Regions from separate parts of the Mus musculus genome. Here region 2 is linked to region 1. A link is a contact called in public Hi-C data. All regions are on one chromosome and are shown on one strand. The core of a region is the stretch at or near the end of the contact, and the rest is flanking DNA. Distances in the headings are between cores, read along the strand shown. Region 1 has its middle 19 kb from the start of Rp2. Region 2 overlaps Rgn (regucalcin).

Region 1 (3,918 bases), core at 689-3,188:
GAATCTCATAAAGTAATATCTAAATTGTCTAGGACGTAATAAAAATTGCTAACTCTACCATGAAATATGAAAATTTCAACTTGTGCAAGTGAACAGGATCGACAGTTGCGAACACCGCGATGACACAGGCTTGGAGCCGTTTCATGATGATTTAAAAATACTTGCCATGTAAGTGCTCCAACAAGCAGTCATGAACACTATTTAAATTGCTGAAAAAATAGAAAGTTACATCAAAGAAAAAAGATACAGCTATGAGCCACATGGAAAGTTCAGAGATGCAAAGTACAACAGTGAAAATTAAGGTAAGTTCACTAGACTGGTAAGATGGCTCAGCAGTTAAGAGCATTGGCTGCTCTTCCAGAGGTTCTTTTGTTTGTTTGTTTGTTTGTTTTTTTTTGAGACAGGGTTTCTCTGTGTAGCCCTGGCTATCCTGGAACTCACTCTGTAGACTAGGCTGGTCTCGAACTCAGAAATTCTGCCTCCCAAGTGTTAGGATTTAATGTGGAAGCTACCACTTTCAGGCCCAGAGGTTCTTAGTACAATTCCCAGCAACCACGTGGTGGCTCAGGACTTCCTATAAGGGATCTGATGCCCTCTTCTGGCATTCGGGTGTACATGTAGCAGAGCACTCATACATTAAAAAAAAAATAATAATAATAATAAAAATTTAAAAGCTCACTAGATGTGTGCAATGCCAGATTGGAGACAAAGAAAAGAGCCAGTCTACAAAAGATAGACAACAGAAAAATATCCAAAATGAACCAGAGGAAAAACAAAGATTTTAAAATAATTAATAGTTTTGGGCATCTATGATAAAACTTAAACATCCACAAACCAAAAATTCAAGAAATGGCACAAACCATAAAAATAAACTTTAGGGCTGGGGAGGTGGCTTAGTCAATGAAGTGTTTTCCACAAAAGCACAAGGACCTGACTCTAGATTCCTAGCACTCATATGAAAAGCTAAGAATAATGACACATACCAGTAATTCCAGAGCTGGGGAGGTAGAGACAAGTGTATCCTGGGGGCTTTCTGCTCAACCAATTAGTTTAATCTTCAAGCTAAAGGTTCAGTGAAAGACCTTGTCTTAATAAACAAGGAGGAGTCAGGTGTCATATTTTGGTCCCTTAATCCCAGCACTTGGGAGTCAAAGGCAGGCTTGTCTCTATGAGTTTGAGTTCAGCCTGGTCTATATAGCAAGTTCCAGGCCAGTCAGGGCTACATAGTGAGACCCTGTCTCAAAAAACAAATAAACAAACAAAAACAACAACAACAAAAACAAGGTAAAGAAGCAATTGAAAACACCATCATTTTGGGGAAGTAACAGTGGCAGGAGCTAGAGACAGTTGATTACATTGCATGGTAGTCAAAAGGCAGAAAAGAAGGATTTAATATTGTCCTGAGCTTGAATTCTTTATTCTTACACAGTTAAGAATCTCCTGCTTAGGGAATGGTGCCTCCTACAGTAGGCTTGTCTCCACACCTCAAGTAAGGTAATCAAAATAATACTCCACAGACATGCTTACAAGCCAACTTCATCTAGATAGTCTTTCACTGGTATTCTCCTCCCAGGTGATTCTAGATTGTGCCAAGTTAAAGCTAACTATTCACCACACTATGTCTTCATCAATAGATTAGTACAATGATATATTCAAATTTTGAATAGACTATCAGTATGTGGTGGAACTGTGGAAGGTAATGAAGGCCTGAGTGGAGGTGATGGGCTGTTGGAAGTATGTTCTTAAATATATGTGACCCCAATCTTGTCTTGTCTCTGCTTCCTAGCTACTGTTAATTCTACCAAACAAGAGTAAAGACCACTACCAAAATTAGTCAAATTCTTAGCAAACTTTTTTATATGTGCACAATATAGCTGGTCTGGTGACTGCCTCTCTCTAAATGCAGGATTTGAGAGGACTGTCCCCAAAATAGGAGAAGTGGAGTTTTTATAGCCTCAAAACTGCAAGGCTAGGGGGTTTCCAAGGGCTGGGGATTTCCAGAGGAGTTTTAGTTACATAGAAACTTGTCAGAATATCTCAAAATTATTTGACAGAACATTTTATCTTATGAGGGTAGAGGTGTGAAGCCCAAGGCACAGTTTGGGTCCTGGACCAAGAAGAATTCCAAGGCTCAAGGTACAGACAGTCCAAATTCCAAAAACCATAAATCTAAGCTTTACAGAAAACAGAAGCAAACTTATTTTGACCTTGTAACAGGATGACTTCTAATTTTAATATGGAGCCAAGTTGGCTCATCACTACCAGGAAGAGAGCCGACCCTGCCATATGTTTCTGCTCACTATCATCAAATTCTGTCTTTCCTCAAGCTAAAAGCAAGCAGAAGATCCATCTACTTTGGAATGAAGTCTTTCATCAAACTAAATCTTTCTTCTTGTTGTATTTCCTGCAGGGCTAGCAATTAAATCCAGGGCTTCATAGCCACACCCCAACCCTCTGACTTTTTTTAAAAATTTATTTATTTATTTTTTTTATTACGTATTTTCTTCAATTACATTTCCAATGCTATCCCAAAAGTCCCTCACCCCCTCCCCCCCAAACCCCCTGACTTGTAAGGGGTTTTGTTTCTCTCAGAGATTTGTCACAGTGATGGAAAGCTAACTAGCACAAATATAAGGGGATGGCAAAAGAAATCTCTTTGTGGTCATGCCACATTTCTATATCATAAAAGATGGTTGCATGAAATCCCAACAATGTGTGCAATAACAGGTTTTGATCATATATTATGTTCATTGTAGACATCTAACTAAGAGTAAAGTTGGCTACACACATCCACTCTGGAGTATTTATGTTGCTAATTCCAAGATAAAATGTTAAAAAAAAAACCAAACTAATGAGAAATCAGTGAGATAAAGGAAGAATAGAGAAGCCAAAGGAATAATCTTTTATATAGACTTAAATATCCTAGGATTTGTTTGAACGGAGGTTGTTAAAGGACTTAGATGGGAAGGGCTCTGACACAGAAGTAGGGACAATAGCCTGACTGGAGTGTGTTTGAGAGAAACAGGAAGGCGAGGGATTAGGAACAATGAATATAGTGTGGAAGAGTGAAGGTATGCTTTGTAAGAAACACAACCAAATAAAATAAAATAAAACAAACAAACAAAAACAAAACCAAAAAAACTCAAACCAAAAAAACACTCAATAACAATAATTCTCATCTCAGTTTCCATGTTCTCTAAGTTACAAGTTAAACTGTAAATTATAGTTCATTGTCAAGAAATGCCTGATGAACATTCTTAGTAGGTTCTGGTGTAAAATATATGATCCTTCTCTGCTTTGTTTTGTAGTTCTGAATTATGTCATCCCCAGGGCCTCTAAGGGATAAATTATGCTACTTGTTAATAACCAGGGTGGCAAGGGACTGTGTTTGAAGATAAGACGGAAAAATAGTGCTACAGATTAATTAATAATGGGACACATCTGGATGTTTTCAGCTCCTAGACTCCAGTAATGATACTATCTCCTTGACTACTGGCAGTTGGGTGCTCATGCCTCAAAAACAAAAACAGTCTTGTAGAAACTTAGACATAATGCATAGAAAATTGCCTTTCCTCTGCAACATAAAAGAAAAAAAATCCCCACTATGATGGTTTCTCCCATCACAATAACAGATTTTGCTATAGACAGATTACTTAAAAATTAAGTCCTTCTAAAAGACACAATTTAGAGATTTATGTATCATGTTTAAGTAAGATCCTACAGCATCTGTGTTAGAATAAAATAGTCAAAATAAAAATCATAATCAAGGAATCAGATTCAAGCTGTCTATGACCCCATAATGTAATCAGGACTCTGAGACAATTTCACCTTATTGTTAAAATAATTGGAGCTAACAAATACCTAAAGCCATACTCTTAAGGGAGAAGTCAACACCAACCCGCATATGTTTTAGTACTT
Region 2 (3,918 bases), core at 596-3,095, 220 kb before region 1:
CACCCACACACACATGCACATGTTGCCCCCACATAATTAAAAATATATCTTTTAAAATAAACAAAAAGGAATAACAGACATTACCATTCACAGCAAAGGCAATAGCCAGACTATTGGCAGCAAGTTCAGGTTGGTTTTTCACATCCCTTATCTCTCAAGGGGGTGATACAGATCTGGGTACATGTGCATGTCTGCACCCGTTGTAGCTGTGTTACAGGAGAGGAACACTGAGCTGGGATTTGTTGTTGTTATCATGAGCGGGTTTTGTGTAGAAGTTACCTACCATTTGTCAAGGGAGTTCTCTGAGATATAACTCGTGTAATGTATTCAGGACTATGCATTTTTGGTATGCCTACCCAAGAAGGTGCAGAGAAGCTCTGGAACTTTTTTAAGATTGCCTTTTGGCAAGTCAAATTCACCACACCATCTTTGTAGTTTGACAAGGTATGATTTGGGAGTTCACTTTAAGTCTGGGCATGCAGGTTAGCCAGAGATTTTAATTGACTGTCAACCAGATGTCAGTTTTAGGAGACTGATTGAGGTGCTGGGAAGATAGCTCAGTAAAGTGCTAGACTTATAAGCATAAGGATCCGAATTTGATTGGAACTCACTTTAAAAAGCTACACATGCTGGTGTTTATAATCCCAGCATTGAGGAGTTGGAGACAGGTGCCCAGTCAACCTAGCCTACTTGGGAAGTTCTAGGTCAACAAGAGACCCTGTCTTTTAAAACAAAATCATTACTTTTGTTTGTTTATTTTTATGTGTACAGGTGTTTTGCCTGCATGCCTTTGCACCATGTGCATACCTGGTGTTTGAGGAGGCCAGAAGAGGTCATTGGATCCCTGTGACTGGAGTTACAGAGGATTGTAAGCTACCATGTAGGTGCTAGGAATTGAACCCAGATCCTCTAAAAGAACAATCTCTAAAAAAAGACTCTGTCTGGGCTGGTGAGATGGCTCAGTGGGTAAGAGCACCCGACTGCTCTTCTGAAGGTCCAGAGTTCAAATCCCAGCAACTACATGGTGGCTCACAAACATCTGTAACAAGATCTAACGCTCTCTTCCGGAGTGTCTAAAGACAGCTACAGTGTACTTACATATAATAAATAAATAAATAAATCTAAAAAAAAGACTATGTCTTAAAACAAAAGTAAAGAATGTGGATGGTGCCTGAGGAATAATACTCAAGATTGTTCTCTGAATTTTTGAAAAATATTTTTTCCTTTTAGGTTTATCTATTTTATGTATATGAGGGTTTTGGCTGCATGTGTATATATGCACTGTGTGTGCTGACAATGGAGGTCAGAAGAGGGTATTAGATACCCAAGACTGGAGTTACAGATTCTTGTACAGATGCCACCTTGCAGATACTGGGAATTGAACCTGGGTCCTCTGCAAGAGCAGCAGGCATTTTTAAAATTTTACTTATTTTATTTATATATGAGTATACTGTAACTGTCTTCATACATACCAGAAGAGGGCATTGGATCCCATTACAAATGGTTGTGAGCCACCATGTGGTTGCTGGGGATTGAACTTAGGACCTCTAGAAGAGCAGTGCTCTTAGCTGCTGAGCCATCTCTCAAGCTTCAGCAGCAAGAATTCTTAACCACTAAGAAAACCCTCTGACTCTGTTCTCGTTGCCTTAACTGTCAACTTGATGCAGTCTAAACTCACTTGAGAAGGGAGTCTCAATTGTGGGTTGCCCAGATCAAACTGGCCCATGGGCATGTCTGTGGGAAGATTGCCTTGATTGTTAATTGGTGAAGGAGGGCCCAGTCCAATGTGGGCCGTACTTCCCTGGGGCTATATAGAAAAGCTAGCTAAGCATGAGTCTGAGAGTGAGTCATCAAGCAGTGCTTCTTCACGGTTTCTGCTGTATCCTTGACTGTGAGTTCACTCACTGGTTAGAGGTAATGCTAAATGGAACAGCAAGCAATCCAGCCTTCAACTTCCTGCCCCGACTTCCCTTCATGATGGGCTGTGATCTGCAAGTATAAGATGAATCAAATACTTTCCTCTCCTAAGTTGCCTTTGGTCAGGGTGTTTTCTTGCAACAGAAAAGCAAACTGGAACAACGACTGACCAGGAAAGGCATAGATAGTGCAGATATTAATGCTTGTCATGCATGGGTGGAGGCTTCCATCACTGGGGAAATGATTATAATCTCTGTCTCACTAGACTGTGTTTCCAGATTTGAAGTTTTAGAGAGGGAAGTTGGGCTAAACTGGCCACTTTTCCTTGAGGTCTGTTGTTCAGGATTTTCAGAGTACTCCACCACAGTCCCTAGAGTTCCTCTGCCATTCCACTATGCTTTGACCTACCTCCTGGGCAGAATGAGTGGCTTAGGCTAGGTAACTGTAACGGGGATAGATGTCTCGTTTATGCTTCTTAGACAATCCCTGATCTCTTGAGTTTTCACAATGAAGTTATGTTGCCCTCTTTGCATATGATAACTTTTGCATATGATCTTTGCATGTGATAACTCTGTTGCTATGTGAATTTCCTTCATTGAAGAATAAAGATCAGAAAGAATCAAGTAGAAACCAAAAAATATGCAGACAAGAGTAGGCATAGGTAGAGAAGGCAAGTCTGGGCTTCTGATGTACCATATTCCCTCAAAAGTCCCAGTAAGGAGGCCTTTGCAGATTGGGCTTGAACCCAGCTCCTGACCTGTATGTACATACATACCAGATGGAGAACTGAGTTAAAGCTGGACCTCCATCCAACTCCAGCCTAACTGCTGGGTGGTACATGCACAGGACACCTGAGCAAAGCTTATGAAAACTGCAACTGACAGTGAAACCACGACTGCAAGAACTTGTGGCTTCAACCTGACTCTATAGGTTCTCTATAGAAACAGACATCAACATTCCTCATAAGATTTTAACAAGATCCAGTCTCACATGCAATATTCAAAATGCCCAGGAAACAATCCAAAAATTACTCACTATATTAAACAATGAATTGCCTAACTTAAGTGGGGAAAAGATTACCAATAGATGTCAAGAGTAAGATCATGCAGGTTTTGGAATGATCTGATATATAATTATACAACAGCTATTACAAAAAATATTGAAAAGGCAATCTTGAAAATTCTGAGAAGAAATATTAAAATGGGCTGAAGAGTGTAGTTCAGAGCTATATCTCCAGCCTGGCACTACCCAATTTTAAGGTCAATTGAAATTGAAAGGGAGAGAAAGCAGATCAGTTATATTCTGGGGATGGGGCACAAGCCTGCTGAAGGGCAGAAGAAAAGAATGATAGGTGGGCACCATAAATATTTGTGGATAGTGCAGATTCATTTTGTCTATGTAGTTGATATGAATATATATGACACACATATGAATATATGACAACTTTGTATACTTTAAATATGATCAGGCTAATTATAGTGCCAACAATATTGCTTTAAAAATTCTTTCCAAGATAGGCATGGTAGCACACATTTGTAATCTTAGCACTTGGGAAATGGAGGCAGGAGACTCAGGAGTTCAAGGTCAGTTCACCTACATAGCAAGCTCAAAACCAACCTGAGCTACATGAGAGAAACCTCATCTCAAAAAAGGAAGAGAAGGAAGAGAGGGCGGAAGAGAAAGCAGCAGCAGCAGCAAGTAAAATGGCTTAGCCAATAAAGGCGCAACTTGAGTTCAATCCCGTCAACCCATGAGTCCCATAAGTAAGTTGCTCTCTGATCAATTTACACACGTAAATACAGAGGGGGAAGGGAGAGGGAGGGAAAGAGGAAGGGAGGGAGAGAGAGAGAGAGAGAGAGAGAGAGAGAGAGAGAGAGAGAGAGAGAGAGAGAGAGGAGAGAGAGAGAGAGAGGGAGAGAGAAAGAGAGAGAGAGAGAATGTGTAAAAGTAAACAATGGAAAGAATTCTTTGCAATGTGATGCATTTATTTGTATAGCCACT

The links. A called contact is a pair of places that touch in the nucleus more often than the background predicts.
Region 2: a contact with region 1 is called in a Hi-C map of bone marrow-derived macrophages, with 1.9 times the contacts expected there. The contact joins two enhancer-like sites. A contact is called at or near these places in 1 of 15 datasets of contacts at CTCF or cohesin (pro-B cells), 37 of 484 Hi-C or Micro-C datasets (the G1E-ER4 cell line, the HPC-7 cell line, Th1 cells and 14 more), 4 of 115 datasets of contacts at active chromatin or transcription factors (differentiating embryonic stem cells, embryonic stem cells and epiblast stem cells) and 2 of 9 other capture datasets (adipose tissue and liver).

The regions. Positions count from the first base shown.
Region 1 is chrX:20,343,216-20,347,133 of GRCm38.p6, reverse strand. No RefSeq gene overlaps it. Among named protein-coding and RNA genes, the nearest start is that of Rp2, 19 kb to the left of the region's middle. Within about 2 kb of position 1,938, at least 10 of the 459 cell types and tissues checked have an H3K27ac peak or open chromatin away from gene starts, as enhancers often do. A contact at or near this core is called in bone marrow-derived macrophages, where this site is marked.
Region 2 is chrX:20,562,053-20,565,970 of GRCm38.p6, reverse strand. It overlaps Rgn (regucalcin), which reads right to left. Exons shown (of 7, transcript NM_009060.2): 7 at 3,884-3,918. Among named protein-coding and RNA genes, the nearest start is that of Rgn, 14 kb to the right of the region's middle. Within about 2 kb of position 1,845, at least 4 of the 459 cell types and tissues checked have an H3K27ac peak or open chromatin away from gene starts, as enhancers often do. A contact at or near this core is called in bone marrow-derived macrophages, where this site is marked.